Linked DNA regions of Mus musculus: region 2 is linked to region 1. The links are chromatin contacts, called in public ChIA-PET maps. All regions are on one chromosome and are shown on one strand. The core of a region is the stretch at or near the end of the contact, and the rest is flanking DNA. Distances in the headings are between cores, read along the strand shown.

Region 1 (3,675 bases), core at 938-3,437:
GGGGGAGGGAAGCACAGGGTGGAGGGACCTTCGGAGGCTCAGGAGAATCACTCAGGTGGAGGGAAGGGAGATGGGCACTCATGATTGCAAAAGAACAGCAAAGGACTGAAGGACTGTTCATGGTCAAGAACTAATGTTCTACTACTACTGGGCTAACCCCAACCCCACCCAATCACTCCCATTGCCTTGTTTGTTTGTTTGTTTGTTTGTTTCCCAAGACAGGGTTTCTCTGTGTAGCTCTGGCCATCCTAGAACTCTGTAGACCAGGTTAGACCCACCTACCTCTGCCTCCCAGGTGCTGAGATTAAAAGTGTGTGCCACCAGTGTGCCAAGATGGTTTTTGGTTTGGTTTGGTTTGTTTGTTTGTTTTCCCGGCAGTGCTGGAAACAAAACCACAAAGGCTGGATCTTTTCCACTCCTGAATAGCATTCCACTCAGTAGGTCCAGATCCTGTTCCCGGTGAGTCCAGGATTTCACCTTAGGACCCAGGGACAGAATGAGAAGCGAGCCACACCAAGCATTCTCACGCAGCCGATGAAATTAACTCATAACCAGCAAGCCAGAGTGCTCTTACACAGGACATGCTAACTAACGTGTGTTCATTAGGCACTCATAGGCCTGGTCCCTTGATGCATACACTACACAGTACTTCATTCATTCTCACATCTATACAAGGTAGGCACATTACTATCTCCATCTTCCAAAAGAGGAAAGGAAGATACTGACTTCATCAAGGTCTCAAAACAATATCAAAACTCAAGCAGGCTGGTGCATGGGTCTATATGTCAGCTATGACACTAAGAGTGTTCAGAGGACACAGATGGGCAGGGCGGCCAGCCTTTGAGATGGAGGTGGGCAGTGTGGAGATGGTGCTCTCTGAGCAGGACTCCTGAAGGATACATCAGGAGGAGGCCCAGCAGATCAGAGAGGAAAGAGGTGCTGCTATATACACGAAGAACCCTATGTGAGCCAGGCACATCTTACAGTAAACAAGCACACAGTCGTTTCCCCACAGGCAATGGGAAGCAAGCAAGTGACATAACCAGACTCGTGATATAAAAGTCTGCAAGAGCTAGATTCTGAAGACTTGCCTGCAAGCAATTAGGACCACAAGCTGCTGGAAATGTCCAGAGACACGTCAACAAGGGTAGTGACAGAGAAGGTTCAGGGAGTTAGCTATACTGGCACCTCTGAGCAAACAGGGTTAAAAGATGTTAAGGCAATTCCGGAGTTTTTCTCCTGGATAAGACAAGAGTGGAAGGATAAATTTACAGAGAAAAGATCAGCTCACGTTTGAAACCTGTGAGATCATCCCAAAGTGAAGGTATCCCATAGGCATAATTGACAGGCAGCTAATTTGGAGCCCAGGAAGGGGATGTGCTGCTATCGTCCATCTGAATATTCAGTGAACGTGAACTTGATGCGACAACAGTGGATGAGGCCATCCAGGATCAATGCACAGTGAGGCGGGTTGGGCCAGCGTGAACGTAAAGAGATTCTTCTGCCCTCTTGTCAGAGAGGTAAGAGGAAAAATCAGGAAATATTGGGGAGTCAAAGGGTGGAAGTATGTCAGGAATGAAAGCCAACAGTAGCAAGCACTTCTGAGAAGAGTTTAAAGAGCCTTCTTTCTGATATCGTTGGGAAGCTATGCGTGGATGTTTCCAACGGAAGTTGTGGGAAACAGCGGGTGGCAGAGAGGCAGCCGATTAGTATGTTTTTCCCTGAGTCTGGCCCCTTCCCACACCCAATTCTGTCCCCCATAATACTTAGATACCGACTCCTTGCCTCTCCTCTTACTATAAAGAAGGCTTAGGAAAGCGGCCGCAGACGTCCTCCGGACCCTCTCGGGTAAAGACCAAGACACCCCCTCCCCAGCCCTGCGCGCGCAGCAGCGAGTGGAGAGGAAGGGGGCGGAACCCGGAGCGCGAGGGGTGTGGGCTGGGTCGGACCGAACCAAAGACGGACACCGGGCAGGAAAGCGGGATCCGTCGGGTAGAGACAGCTCTTGTACCACCGCCCGGTGCCTGCGACCGCCGCACAACCCACCTGCTTCATGTCACCACGGCCCCCACTCTTCCTGCCTCAGCCGCAGTCCCGCTCCACGGCCTGGCAACTCCTCAGAGCGGAAGGAGAGCTCCCGGCGGCGCTACTTCCGCCGCTGAGCCCGTCCCCCCCGAGCCCGCCCCCAAAGCCAACCCGCCCCCCCGAGCCCGCCCCCAAAGCCAATCGGGATTCGTGTGACCCTGAAGCTCCGCCCCGGTCCGCCCCTCTCTCGGAGACGAGGTCCGGAAGCGGAGCCACAACCGAAGTTAAACTGTGTAAGACCGTGCAGGAGCAAGGGATAAAACCCCAGGGTGTCTTGGTTATTAGATCATACAGGCCTGACACTGTGGAGTGAAGGGGAACTGTGTGAGGGCCGATTTGTGAGCACAAGTCCCTTGGAGAAATCCATTTTTCGTTTTTGAGACGTTCTCAGGTTGGCCACGAACTCAGCCTTCCAAGTTCTGAGATTACTGACGCGCAGCACCACATCCATCACACATATTTAAAGGACCTTTGTTCTCCCCTGGCTTTTAGCCATCTCCCTCAGGAGCTAGTATGTCTGCCATGCGTATAGCCTGCAGGAAAGGCTCCTTCCTGGGAAGGGCTGGACACGAGAGGCAAGATCCTGACCCTAAGATAACCACCATTTTTCCTGTCAGAACATACCATTACTTCCCGGTCTCTCCTCCCTCCCCTGAAAGAGGAGTCTCAGGACAATTATTTACAAAGATTTATTACAGCGTAGGAGGGGTTCAGGCCTAGAGTAAGGGAAGAAGGGGAAGGGAACCAAGTTGCTGGAGGACAAGGAGAACCAGGCTCCCCCCACTGTGTGGCCCCCTAAGGACAGATAGTAAGTGCATTCCTGGCACCAAAGCACAAACAAAACGCAGCAAGCAGCCTCTGCCAGTCCATCTTGCAGGCACCCAGCAGGAATGGGATACTAAGGGAGGGACATGTTGAGGCTCTGCAAAGAATGCGTGAGACCTGAGCCCTGGTTGAAGTCTATGAGAGGGTTGGGGACTCAACGCCCACCACTGGTAGGGGAAGGAGGAGATCTCAGGGCACCTGTAGGCTCTCAGTACCTCCTTTCCCCAGATCTTAGGACCTGCCCTGTGGGTCTCCTGTGCCCAGGGGAGAGAATCTGGAGAGGGAGGGGACTTGTGGAGAATAAATGGTTGTTTATGGCCTTCTGGGGTTTCCAGTGTGGGCTCTCTCACCTCCCTACTCCCACCGGGTAAATAGAAGAATGACTGGCAGGGAAAGGCATTGGGGACTCTGGGCTTCAGCCAAAGCAAACAGAGACCAGCCTTAGTCTTCTAAAAGTCAGAAGCCGCAGCCCTAGCAGGTGAAAGACAGGGTACAAAGGAGGGTGGGGACAGAGTGGGTTTCTGGGGAACACTTCCTCCTGGGAGATACAGGGCTCTGAGCTTATGTGCCAGGCTCAGGGGGGGCTGGGATGCTGAGGTTCCTCTCCAGGCTCTGAAAGACAAATAAAGAGGACTCAAGGCCAGGCTTGGCCCATGAGGTTCCCACCCACCTCCCCAGCCCACACTCCAAAGCTCACCACTTAGTGTTGCTCTGCCTTCCACTTGGTCCTCAGAGTTTCCATCTCTCTGGGGCTCATCCAGAGGA
Region 2 (3,541 bases), core at 263-2,762, 800 kb before region 1:
ACTCAGGACCTCTGGAGGAGCAGTCAGTGCTCTTACCCACTGAGCCATCTCTCCAGCCCCCTGTTTTTAACTAGTTAATACAGAAGAAGGGCTAAGTCATTCTGAGCTCTGTGTCGGGTCCTGTCGCTCACTGAATTGTCTACAATCAGTGGCTAGAGATAAAAAAATTTACAGGTGTCTCTCCTGGAAATGGAACATTTAGATATTTGCTCTAGAACTCAATGGCCACCCACAGTCCCCACATGATCTCTATGCTTGTTTTAAACCCACTCCTTGGACTGGGGAGGTGGCTTAGTAGCTAACAGAGAATTGCCCCACAAACACGAGGAACTGAGTCCAAATCCCAGAACCCTCATAAGCAGCTTGGCAGTAGCATGAGCATTCGTCATCCTAGCAGTCCCCCAAGGAGATGGGAAGCAGAGACAAGAGACCACGCACCCAGAAGGCCAGCTCACCTTAGTATAGAATGGGGCACTCAATAAAGACGTGATACCTGCAACAGAATGGAAGTAGGCTGACACCTGACATTGTCTCTGATCTTCACACGTGCAATGGCATAAAATCCCCACATTCACGCATACGATCGCACACATACACGTGTGTACACACACCATACACACCACACAGGCACAACAATTAAAAATGCCAATAAATATATCAATCAGTTTCCCTGTGGGGGAAAATGGGTGTGGTCACAAAGAATAAAAAAAGTAAAATAAAAATAGGCCAGGCATGGTGGCATATGTCTTTAATACCAGCACTCGGGAGGCAGATGCAGGTAGATCTCCATGGGTTCGAGGCTAGCTAGGTCCACAGAACAAGTTCTAGGACAATCATGGCACTGACAAAAATAAAATAAAATAAAATAAAATAAAATAAAATAAAATAAATAAATAAATAAATAAATAAATAAATAAAATCTCTTCTTGGGGAACCAGTTTGGATAATGACTTAGACTTGATGTCCTCTCGGTTAGTAGAGAAAGCCGAGGGGCTCCAGGCACCCTCATATCTAGCATCTAGGTCCTGTGATGTTTAGCTTAAGTACTAAAAATAAACACTCAAACTTTCACTTCGTGGTTGTGTCACTGAAGCCTTGCTGGCCGGACCGTTCAACAGACCTCACCCTGGCTGCGCAGGTGTATGTCGGGGCTGCCTGGCGGCTGCTGGGACAATAGCCACTGATCAAGTTCATACTGAAAGGGAGACTTTTATTCAAAACCAAGAGAAGGATGCAAGTACACCTCTGACTCCCGAGCCTCAGCCTATCTCACCCCACAGCAGCCACCCAGGCGTGCTTGGCACTCACAGATGTAAGCAGCTCCTCCCTGAGTCTCTACAAGGCACTACTACCAGGGGCTTTCTGAAGGCAAACGACTCAGTGATTCAGGATCCTATGACAGCCGAATGTGGTTATCACATACCTTGTGGCCCAGGAAGACTCTGAGGGGTGGGACAGGAGTGGGAGGGGCTCTGGAACAACTTAAAAGGGGCTCTTACCACTTCCTCCCTGCCAGAGAGGGCTAGCTGGAGAGAGACAAGAACCAAAAGCACAGCCTTCCTGTGTGATTTCTACAGCCCCCAGAGCACCATGGACCCAGGTAAGTAAGCTTTCTCTTAAGAGAAGTCAAAACTTCTGACACAAAGCCAGACTCTAGGGCAATGAACATGCATGGGGGATAGGGGTCATGGGGGGGGGGGGGAGTTTCCAGAGCAATCAGGGCAGTTGGTGTGAACTGGTGGCTGCTTTCAGAGAATGCCATCCCGTTGGATGAGGCATTGGAGAGAGGATGTACCTGCTCTTTCAGACCCAGGGGAAGGAACAGCTGTGGATGCCAAGACAGACACAGGCATAAAGTTGGGTCCTCTCAAGCAGCAGGCAATGAACAGCCTGGTAGACTGACCTTGATGCCTGGATAGAACACGTTCTCAGCTGGTAGGGATGGGTGATGTTCTCTGGCACCTCTGGGGACTAAGAAAATTCTCTTTAGAGAGTTCAGGACACCCTGCTCCCACTCTGGGTCCCTCCTTTCTGTCCTGTTAAACCAGGATTTGAATCTCCTTGCTCACGAGAAGAGTGAAACTGATGGAAACTGTGCTGTGCATAGTGCAATACAAATACTAGCTGCCACCTCTGCCTCTTGTTGTCTCTGCCTGTCATCTGTCTGTCTGTCTCTGTCTGTCTTCCTCCCTCCCTTCCTCCCTCCTACACATCCCAGGTTTTGTGCCTCTTGCAGGTTAAAGGGTGAATGACTAACATAAAATTGAGTGGCCCAGGGGGCACTCCACGTAGAGAAACTGTAGCCAGCACAGCACAGCCCCTAAAACAAAGCCCACACACCACAGCCCTCTCTATAACAAGCTATTCTACCAGGCAAGCCTCAGTGTCTACTATAGCAAAGTGCCAAGGGGAGTCCAGCTCCAGACACCCCAGTTACACATCTTAAATCTCGGCTGCAGAGTCAGACTCGGCTGGGGCTGGAGGGGCCAAGTTCCTAGAGTTCCGCTCACCAGCCTCAAAGCCACAAGGGGTTGACTTTAAAAAGTGAAGGTTCCCTGGTGCTGTCCTCACACCCCCTCCAAGCCACACCACAGCCAGCAGCATCTTTATCTGTCTCTCCTGCCCAGCGTGCATTGCACCCTAGATCTAGATCCAGCTGTGGAAGGTATATAGTGGGGTCCACCTCTGCTGGCTATGAACTCATGGGAAGCAGGATTTTGTTCTTACACCTCTGCCTCTCAGATGTTTTGGGTGTAAGTAAAAAGTGTTGATGGGAGGGAGGGAGAGAGGGATGGAGGAATGGATGGATGGATGGATGGATGGATGGATGGATGGATGGATGGATGTGTGGATGGATGGATGGATAGAATCAGCCTCTCTAAGTATATTTTAGAAAGCAAATATCTATTCCAGCTTCTCCTCCCACCTGCCTGCTTTCTAAGCCTACACCTCAGGTATCTACCTCCACCAGCCATAGTCTCAGAGAACCCACACCATCCACCAAAGATCTTCTCCACCTTCCTAAAATGTGGCTCCCAGAATAGGGAAAGGTTCTAAATTTACAGCATTTGCCAATTTCCATGGTGTAAATTTTACCATCCCAATTGACCTTAGTCGGTCCCATTAAAGGTCTAAATGTTTTGACACAAAAAGGAGACAGACACCTGCCTTCCTTGGCACTTGGGACACTATAGAGTCTCTCCTGAACTAGGTTTGGGGATGCTAAATGCATGGCTTTGATACAGGGGGTGGGGCAAACTCTGGTCCTGGAAGAAGAGATAGTCTTGCTTTTTTACTCAACTTAAGAAGCACCCTAATAGCTAACTCTGAAATGCTGGTGTGAGGGGAAACTGCTTAAGAAGTTTTGCTCAAAACAGGCTCCGGCGCCGTTGGAAGGGCGGGTGGGCCACAAACTATCTGTTTTTCACTCTTTGTCTACCTAGTAGGGACAGGAGGTGGGTGAGAAGGCCTAGGTTTCTGTTATACAAAATGAGAAACTACAAACCAGGGCTGAGCTGGCCTCTTTCATGATTTGAATGAG

The links. ChIA-PET counts read pairs in DNA pulled down with a chosen protein or histone mark.
Region 2: a contact with region 1 is called in an RNA polymerase II ChIA-PET map of memory CD8 T cells, with 14 read pairs. The contact joins the promoter of Ccr7 here to the promoter of Stard3 in region 1. A contact is called at or near these places in 2 of 115 datasets of contacts at active chromatin or transcription factors (memory CD8 T cells and pancreatic cancer cells).

The regions. Positions count from the first base shown.
Region 1 is chr11:98,356,880-98,360,554 of GRCm38.p6, reverse strand. It overlaps Stard3 (START domain containing 3), which reads right to left and starts at 2,187. Exons shown (of 15, transcript NM_021547.3): 1 at 2,047-2,187. Ppp1r1b (protein phosphatase 1, regulatory inhibitor subunit 1B) reads right to left here. Exons shown (of 7, transcript NM_144828.2): 6 at 3,608-3,675; 7 at 2,759-3,522. The coding sequence ends at 3,485. It overlaps 1700003D09Rik (RIKEN cDNA 1700003D09 gene), which reads left to right and starts at 2,272. Exons shown (of 3, transcript NR_045477.1): 1 at 2,272-2,318.
Region 2 is chr11:99,153,048-99,156,588 of GRCm38.p6, reverse strand. It overlaps Ccr7 (chemokine (C-C motif) receptor 7), which reads left to right and starts at 1,512. Exons shown (of 3, transcript NM_007719.2): 1 at 1,512-1,600. The coding sequence starts at 1,591.